Regions from separate parts of the Drosophila melanogaster genome. Here region 1 is linked to region 2. A link is a contact called in public Hi-C data. All regions are on one chromosome and are shown on one strand. The core of a region is the stretch at or near the end of the contact, and the rest is flanking DNA. Distances in the headings are between cores, read along the strand shown.

What was found. Hi-C and Micro-C count contacts between places; a contact is called where the count stands out from the background.
Region 1: a Hi-C map of the Kc167 cell line shows a contact between it and region 2, with 2.0 times the contacts expected there.

What each region holds. Positions count from the first base shown.
Region 1 is chr3R:15,984,414-15,987,983 of dm6, reverse strand. lncRNA:CR44133 (long non-coding RNA:CR44133) reads right to left here and starts at 1,803. Exons shown (of 2, transcript NR_074017.1): 1 at 1,197-1,803. It overlaps srp (serpent), which reads right to left and starts at 1,832. Exons shown (of 8, transcript NM_001275690.1): 1 at 1,197-1,832.
Region 2 is chr3R:15,093,554-15,097,608 of dm6, reverse strand. CG6966 reads left to right here and starts at 1,978. Exons shown (of 5, transcript NM_001300404.1): 1 at 1,978-2,742. The coding sequence starts at 2,683. CG42788 reads left to right here. Exons shown (of 10, transcript NM_169609.4): 10 at 1-1,652.

The DNA.
Region 1 (3,570 bases), core at 554-3,053, 890 kb before region 2:
TCCGTCATTGTTGGTTGTTTGTCCTCGGTTTGGTTTTGGTTTTGGTTTTTTTGTTTTTGCGGTGTTTATTGTCGCGGTTTCCTCCGCGGCACCCAAAAGTAAATCCCACTTGTTTGCGGATGCATTTCGCTATGGAGATGCACGTGTCAGGGGAGTCGGATGGCTGTGTGGGATGCATCCAGGGTTTCCCTGGAAAATCACTGGCTGAACAACAAAAGGCAATTGTCGGTTAACTACGACAATTCGCTTGACTATAATATGTGTGTGGTTATACAATATATATATATATATATATTTTTTTTGTATAATTAATTTTCAATATGGCTGACCTATGGCAGGAAGTCATGTGTGTATAGCAATGAATTTATGGGTACATAGTATAAGGCCCCACTACATTTATTTCATTTGTTTTGAAATTCTTTTCTTAAATGCTTATTTTTCTTGAATAATTTTTTCTTTTCATTTTTTCCCCACATACATATATTATACATATACATACAAGTCGATGTTGATAAGGCCTCGTTGTTGTCGTCGCCACAACTCAACGACCGCAGGGCCAAGTGGATCGGCAGCGGTACCATGGAACGGGACCCATCGTTTGGACTCGCATTTTGTTTTTCAGTCGTTTCAACCTCCTTATATATTTATATATATATACACATACATATATATAAAATATATACTCGGGCACGCATATGGGCACTTGCTGGGTGCCACTGCCTGGAGCTGTAAGGCAATGCCCCACCCCTTGGCTGGACGGGATCCGGAGTTTTGTGCTTTTTGGGTTCGTTGATCGTCATGCTGGTTTCTCGTAATCGACATAATTTTCCCTACTTTTCCCTGTCGGTCCCTTTTCAATTCCTTAAATTTTCTTAGACACTTTTTGCTTGGATGCATTCCACAACATTTAATAATCTTACTGCGACTTGAACTGAAATATTTATTCTTAGAAACCATTTTAAGCCTAAAACTCATTAAAATCATGACTGTTTGCAAAAAATGAATACAATGACTCATAATAATACGTACACTATGTCTTCCCAAGAGTTGTGACTAAACATTATGTGACATTTATTTATGTACATATGTAGCTTCATTTAGCACATATGCAACATTCCATTAGTATTATTTATGTTAGTTAAGACAATTGAGAGCAACTTCCCCCGAAGGCCAACAAATCGTCTGGTGAAACTTACCAAGTTGTCCATGGCCAGATTCCCATGCATATTCCGACAGCGATTGAAAATCCATTGTGGCTAGGTCCAGAATCGAGTGCTCGGATCCGTTGCGCTCATTATGAGGGGCGTTCGTTCGGCCCATGTGGTTTTCATCGATGATGACCGAGCCGCGGACATCTGGGCATCTGGCGATCTCAGGCGCTAAGCAAGCGTTAAATTTTCGGTTTCGATACTGTCCGGACTTTGAGGGGGCGTTAACCCGGCAAATGAAAGTGTCACACAGGTCACGCCGACGGATCACAACTCTTTCGGGGAACGATGAGGAGGCGGGTGGTGGCTTTTCCGGGCGCCCAACCGTCGATTATGTTGGTTAAACTCACGTCGCTTTTGTGGTTAAACACACGTTTGAAGGATTTCCCTTGCGCCGGCGCAACTTTCCTCACATTTTTCCACGCTCAAAGGGTTTTCTTCGGTTTCACGCCCAACAGATCACGGTGATAATCGCCGGGACACGACCCACGAATCCGCACCGGTGTGCCGGATGCAATCGATAGGATGGGATGGCACGGGATGGGTTCGGTTGGGAGTGGACCCGACCAGACCCGCATCCGAGCTCCGACCTACTACTACAACTTTTCAAATGCTACTCGGCCGGGAGCCACCCAAAGCAATGCGAGTAAAATATTCTTGATTAAAACTTATCAGAGCACATTTCATATCACCTTTTCAAAAACGCAACAACAGCAAAGTAACGATTGTACTTATTATCGGCGACGCAACCGTCGAACTCATTGCGCCGTGTACTCGGTACTTTGGCGTAGTTTGGCTGTCGCCGGTTCCGCTGATTGGACGCCGCCAAGATATGGCTATCTGAGCCGGGCCCGATTCCGATTCCACGATTGCCAGCCCCACAGGCGCCATCTCCGCCGCATGGACGCCACACGGGAGCGAGCAGGACGCTGGCACAGATAGAGCGAGAGGCAGGGTGGGCGATACCAAAACACGATTTGATTAAGTTGCATCACGCGTCGGTCGCGCGACTATCCTTATCGGGGCAACTCTCGCTCTCCGACTTGGTGAGTATATGCCATAGGTCCTTATCATCTGGCCTGCTTTGGCCAGATTTGATTTGGTGACGACAGCATTCGGAATCTGGCCACTATAGCGGAATGTACATAAGTTCCTGTTTCGAATGCTTACCAAACAGTAGAGAAAGGATCTTTAACCAACTTACTAAAAAAAAATATATATAAATTCCCCCAGATCCAATCCTGTAAATACCCAATTTCTAATTATTTCTCAAAGATACAAGCTCTTCCAAACTAATCTTTTTCTAAATCAAAAATATAAGTTCCTAATATAAATCCCACTTTTCTCTTTTATATCTAAGATATTTTCCGGTTTAGTAAAGATGGTTTATGAAAGATATAACATTTTTTTTGCGCTCAATAAATAGAGACTGATCTACATTAAACCAAACCGATAACAAAGCCTGGCAGACGACCTTGCCTATCTATGGCACTCCTACTATTCTCCCTACACACCCCCCCTTTCGATGAAGTTTATGATGAAGTTTATTTCCCACCAGGGAAATGCCAAAGAGTCTGGTAATTTTAAAAAACTAAAAAGCAAGCACGTTTCCAAAAAAAAACGATAAAAAAATGTAAAGATATTCCTATCTAATAGCAAAATGCCGGCTCTTATGACGTCACGCGTCGTGATAAGAGAACCAGTAATCAAGAAACAATAACAAAAAGCTGAGAACAAACATATTGCAAACAGAAACATTGATAAAACCAGACGAATCAGAAGCAAGGAGCGGGTGACGAGGCGAAAACAATGCTGGCGAGATAAGGAGGTAAATAACCTGGCGGAAAACTTTAAGTCGGCGCCTCGCCGGGCAGACCAAGATCCGACCCAGCCAGTAGGGAGAGGAGGAGGCCCTGGCCACAGGGTGCGGGTCACCCATGCGGGGAGGAGTCGAGGAGGAGACATTGCGATAAGGATGCAAGGGTGCGGGTGCGGGTGCTGGACTATCAGTAGTAGCAGTAGCAAAGTCCGGAAGATGCCTTGTGGTCAGAAGATAAAAGGCCAAAGTGAGTGGGTAAGAGAAAAGGGAATGCACTGAGAAGAATGCAGAGGCAAAGATTGTAAGATACTATTAATAACCTATTTTAATAACCTATTATCTTGTCATCATGTTATTTTAGATACTATTACTACATTTCATTTAAACTATCCTGCTACGTTTAGCTTTAATCATGTACAGAATTTCATATTTGAAATCTGTATAAGATCTGGTATATTTTTTCTCGCAGTGTTATATAGCGAGTGGAAAATCGTAGCTTATCAGCCACCGACTTTAACTCGGGACTTGCTTTTGTTTTGTTTG
Region 2 (4,055 bases), core at 729-3,228:
GCGCAAATGGAGAGATGATCGAATGCGACGACAGAAGTGAAAGTGGAAGTGAAACCAGAAATAGCAATTTATCCAGTCCCGACATATCGCACGCTCGTCTGTCTATGTGTAAAACTCCTTACACCACCTACGTCTAGATGTGCATGAAGCCCAAAAAACATATGCCCGCACATATTAATCCAAAAATACATCGACTTTCGAAACTAATTTACAGGTAAAGGGCCGCGTCAGAGAATCGATGGTCTGATGGCTCTTTAGGCTTAGCCAGGCTTTATCCTCACCTGCGACTAATATCGAAACTGGAATGTGACAGCTCATAGGAAGACATCTTAGTCGATGTGGTGGAGTGCGTTTAAAGAGCTTAGGGATATATTTTGCTGAAATACATATCGAAACTATTATGTGGACGCACAAATGAATGGCAAAGAATATTTTGAAGGGATAGAGCCTAAATATCTGTAACATATCTTAGACTTGCTAAACTTCAAAAGAATATTCAATTTTGTTATAGTCTTCAAAATAGCATGGAACGTACAACACTACATATCTACAAATGTGTGAATTGTTCGGTTTCTTCTTTTTCATTTTTCGCAATTGCCATATCGTGTTATATATCCCTATACTTTAATCGTGCCACCACATCTCTAGGACCTTCTTACAAAATATTTCTAAATAAATTCGATAAATTATCATTAAAAGAACACTCTCTTAACTTAACGCATGCAACTAACTCGAATTTCTCTCTAATCTCCTAAAACAAACATATATTTTTAACTATATTTATATCACTCTCGAATCGTTAGAACTGCTCTGTATACCAAGTCCCTTAAGAAAAGCACTCAACCAATTCCTCAGCCCAAAAGAGGAACCCCATTTAATGAAACACCATGACTTGATTATCTAGACCAATTTATATGAGAAACTTACGGAAATATGTTTATTAAATTATGCTATTAGTATATTTTCTTATGTACATAATTTACACACATACCTAATACCATATACATATATACAAGTACTATACATATAAATATTATAATAAAATTGACCAAACAATAATCAAAATTTTAACTTGTGATATAAAAAAATGGAAAAAGTAAAAGCAAAAAAAAAATAATTATTGAAAACAAAACTTTTACATTTTCTTTGTTTAACAACAAATGTTTTAAAAGAATTATTTTATACGTTCGTTGTTGTTAGAAACGATCAACTTTTTTGTTATTGTTTATGTGTCATATCTTTTGTTGTAGTTGTTGCTGAAGTACAAGAATGCGCACTAAGTTGTAGCTTTAACTAATTATATTATGGTACACAATATGATTAAACGTTAATCAAAGTAAGCAGAAACTCAAGAATAACCCGTTTAAATATAACTAATCGATAATCCATTGTTTTCATTTTGTTTTGGATTTTCCGTTGAGACAAACACACACGTATTCTTAATAAACATAACCGTATGACATATACAAACAAGATATATACAAATATGAACTAAAATAATAATACCTATTAAGTAAAGCATAATCAAATGTACAATGTAAAACAATGTAACTGTTTATGATTTAATGAAAACAAATACAAAATGCATATGAAATTGTATGGAATAAATTCAATAAATAAAACCAAAGTAAAATAATGATAAATACAAATTCAAATTGTTATATCCGGATTTTGTGGCAATAATCTTTTGTCCGCTACTGTTTGATGCTGATTGTTGCTGGTTGCTGCGCTACTCACATTTTATGTTGCCATCCTAACATATGCAGTTGTCAGGAGCTGCCATACTGATGTAAATACATGTGCACTTGCGGACGTTTAGAAATCAAGATGGCAACTCCGTACACGTGTAAAATTTGAGATGGCAGGTCCATATAAAAATACTGTAAATACGCCAAGTGTGACCGCAACTTCGCTTCTCAATCAAATCGCCTAACGCGAAAACAAACGGAAAAAAATGACCAGCCACAGCTGAAAAACGGCATTTTATTTTGCAATCGCGGGCGGGACGGTTCAAAACAGCGCGACTCCTCGCGAGCGATTTTAGAGCATCACAATCGATCTGCTTTCCTGGCTGTCGGACGAGTTTTCGAAAAACTCGGGAAGGGATTTGGATTTGTGCTGAATACCATGTTAAATCAAAACGAATCGTAAAAGTGCGCCGTTTGATGCTCTAGTAACCGAATTAGAGAGCTACAATTACAAATCGCCAGCGGGTCGAAGTAGGGAAATGCAATTTTCGTCTTCCTGAGACCGAAAAAGAAAGAAAGCAAAAAAAGAAAAGAAACACGAAAGGCGAATGCAAAGTGCGCAAAAAGATATATGTATGTTTGTATGCAATTCGATTGCCAGGAAGACACGGAAGCAATAAAAAGTACGGGCAAAAACGCAATCGCAATCGTTACACATATTATATGTACATATATTCGCTCGGTTGGAAAGTTCTTTTGTGCAGAAAATTGAAAAACCAAACAACAAATAAATTGCTAGGCAAAAAAGGCAGCAACAGCATCCTCAAGAATCTGAATCTCGCCGCTCTCTTTCACTCTCTCGCTCGTGCCCTCTCTTTCTCTTGACGAAGGCGAAGAAAGAAGCAAAGCAAAGGCGACATAAAATTACCTAAAATCATTATTTTTCAACGTGCTGCTTGCTGTGGCATTTATGCCAAATAACTGAATCACAAAAATGGATTACAAATTCATTGTTTTCAACGCAGCGAGGGACAACAATTTGGCGCAGTTGAAGGTGAGTTTTGAACATATCGTACGCATTGCGAACTGGGGTTCAACAATTTCTCCTGCACACCTGGGCCGTCCAATTGGAAAGTTGCTAGATTCTTATTGTGATTGTTGTTAGAAATCTCAGCTGCTCAGTAAACTCGGCAGCTTATTTAGCCTTGTGACTAATCAATAAAATTCTCTCGCTCACACACACACTCGCGCACTATCGCGGCACACGCACACACACACAAGCTCTCTCCGCTAAGCCGTACACGCGCATGTGTTCCAGCGGTGCTGTTGGGCCGTCATTCGAATCTGGCTTGAAAATAGCCCAATTATGGAAAAATCTAGATTCGACTTACGTTTATTATGCAAGCGTGTGCTTTTAAGAATGATTGCAATTATGGCTAACCTAATGACCTATCTCCTCAGATTTCGTTGATGATGGGCTTCTGAAAGACCATGAAATAGCATAAAAGACCTACCCAAGTGCGCTAACCTTACATACCTTTGTATTTGTACAACCATTATTGCAACATGAGGAGTGTGATAAGAATATTATATTATATTTCTTGTGTTCCAATAGTTTAGAATGCGAAGTGTGGTTTGTTTGCTGACTTGTAAAATTTCCGCTGATTTTTAAAAACAATGCTAGCATAGTTTATCGATCGCCCAGCTAGAATCTAGCTAAATGCGCCGCACCCCCGCAAGACAATAACAAATACATATGTTCGGTCTGGCTGGTGTGCTGGTGGGCGTATTGGATTCGAAACTTTTGCTTGCGACTGCAAGACTTACGAACGAACACACTCTTTGCATAACCAAAGTTCTTGGGCTCGAGCTTGAGCTGTGGCTATGCCTTTGTCTGGCATCCATGTGTGCCATCTATTGAAGCCAAAGGGGCAGCTTGACATTGGCACACACCGCCACCAAATGGAAGCCCGTGCACTTAGCAACGCAACTGCAACTGCCACAGCGACTGGCTGCAATTGGCGCTGTTGCATTGTCCCCCACTTTTGCATTGTTTTGCACTGCGGCTGGTGGGTGTTTATTATTTAGTACGAGCGAGCAGTTTGATTCTAAGCTTAGCACAGCCATATTTTGCATATGTACATATATACTTGGGCCTGGCAGCTCGGAAAATTAGATGTGCATACGCGAATACGTGACATGGAAATGGGTTCGAACGAGGGAAATGCAAATCAGCTGGAATAACTCACTTGGGTGAAAGATTTTCTGTAACATATGTAGAAATGAGCTGCAATTAGGCAACTTCTTGTTGACACGACAATTGGATTAGTCGAAGGTCGCATAAATTAACTGCGTGCATATTTGCAT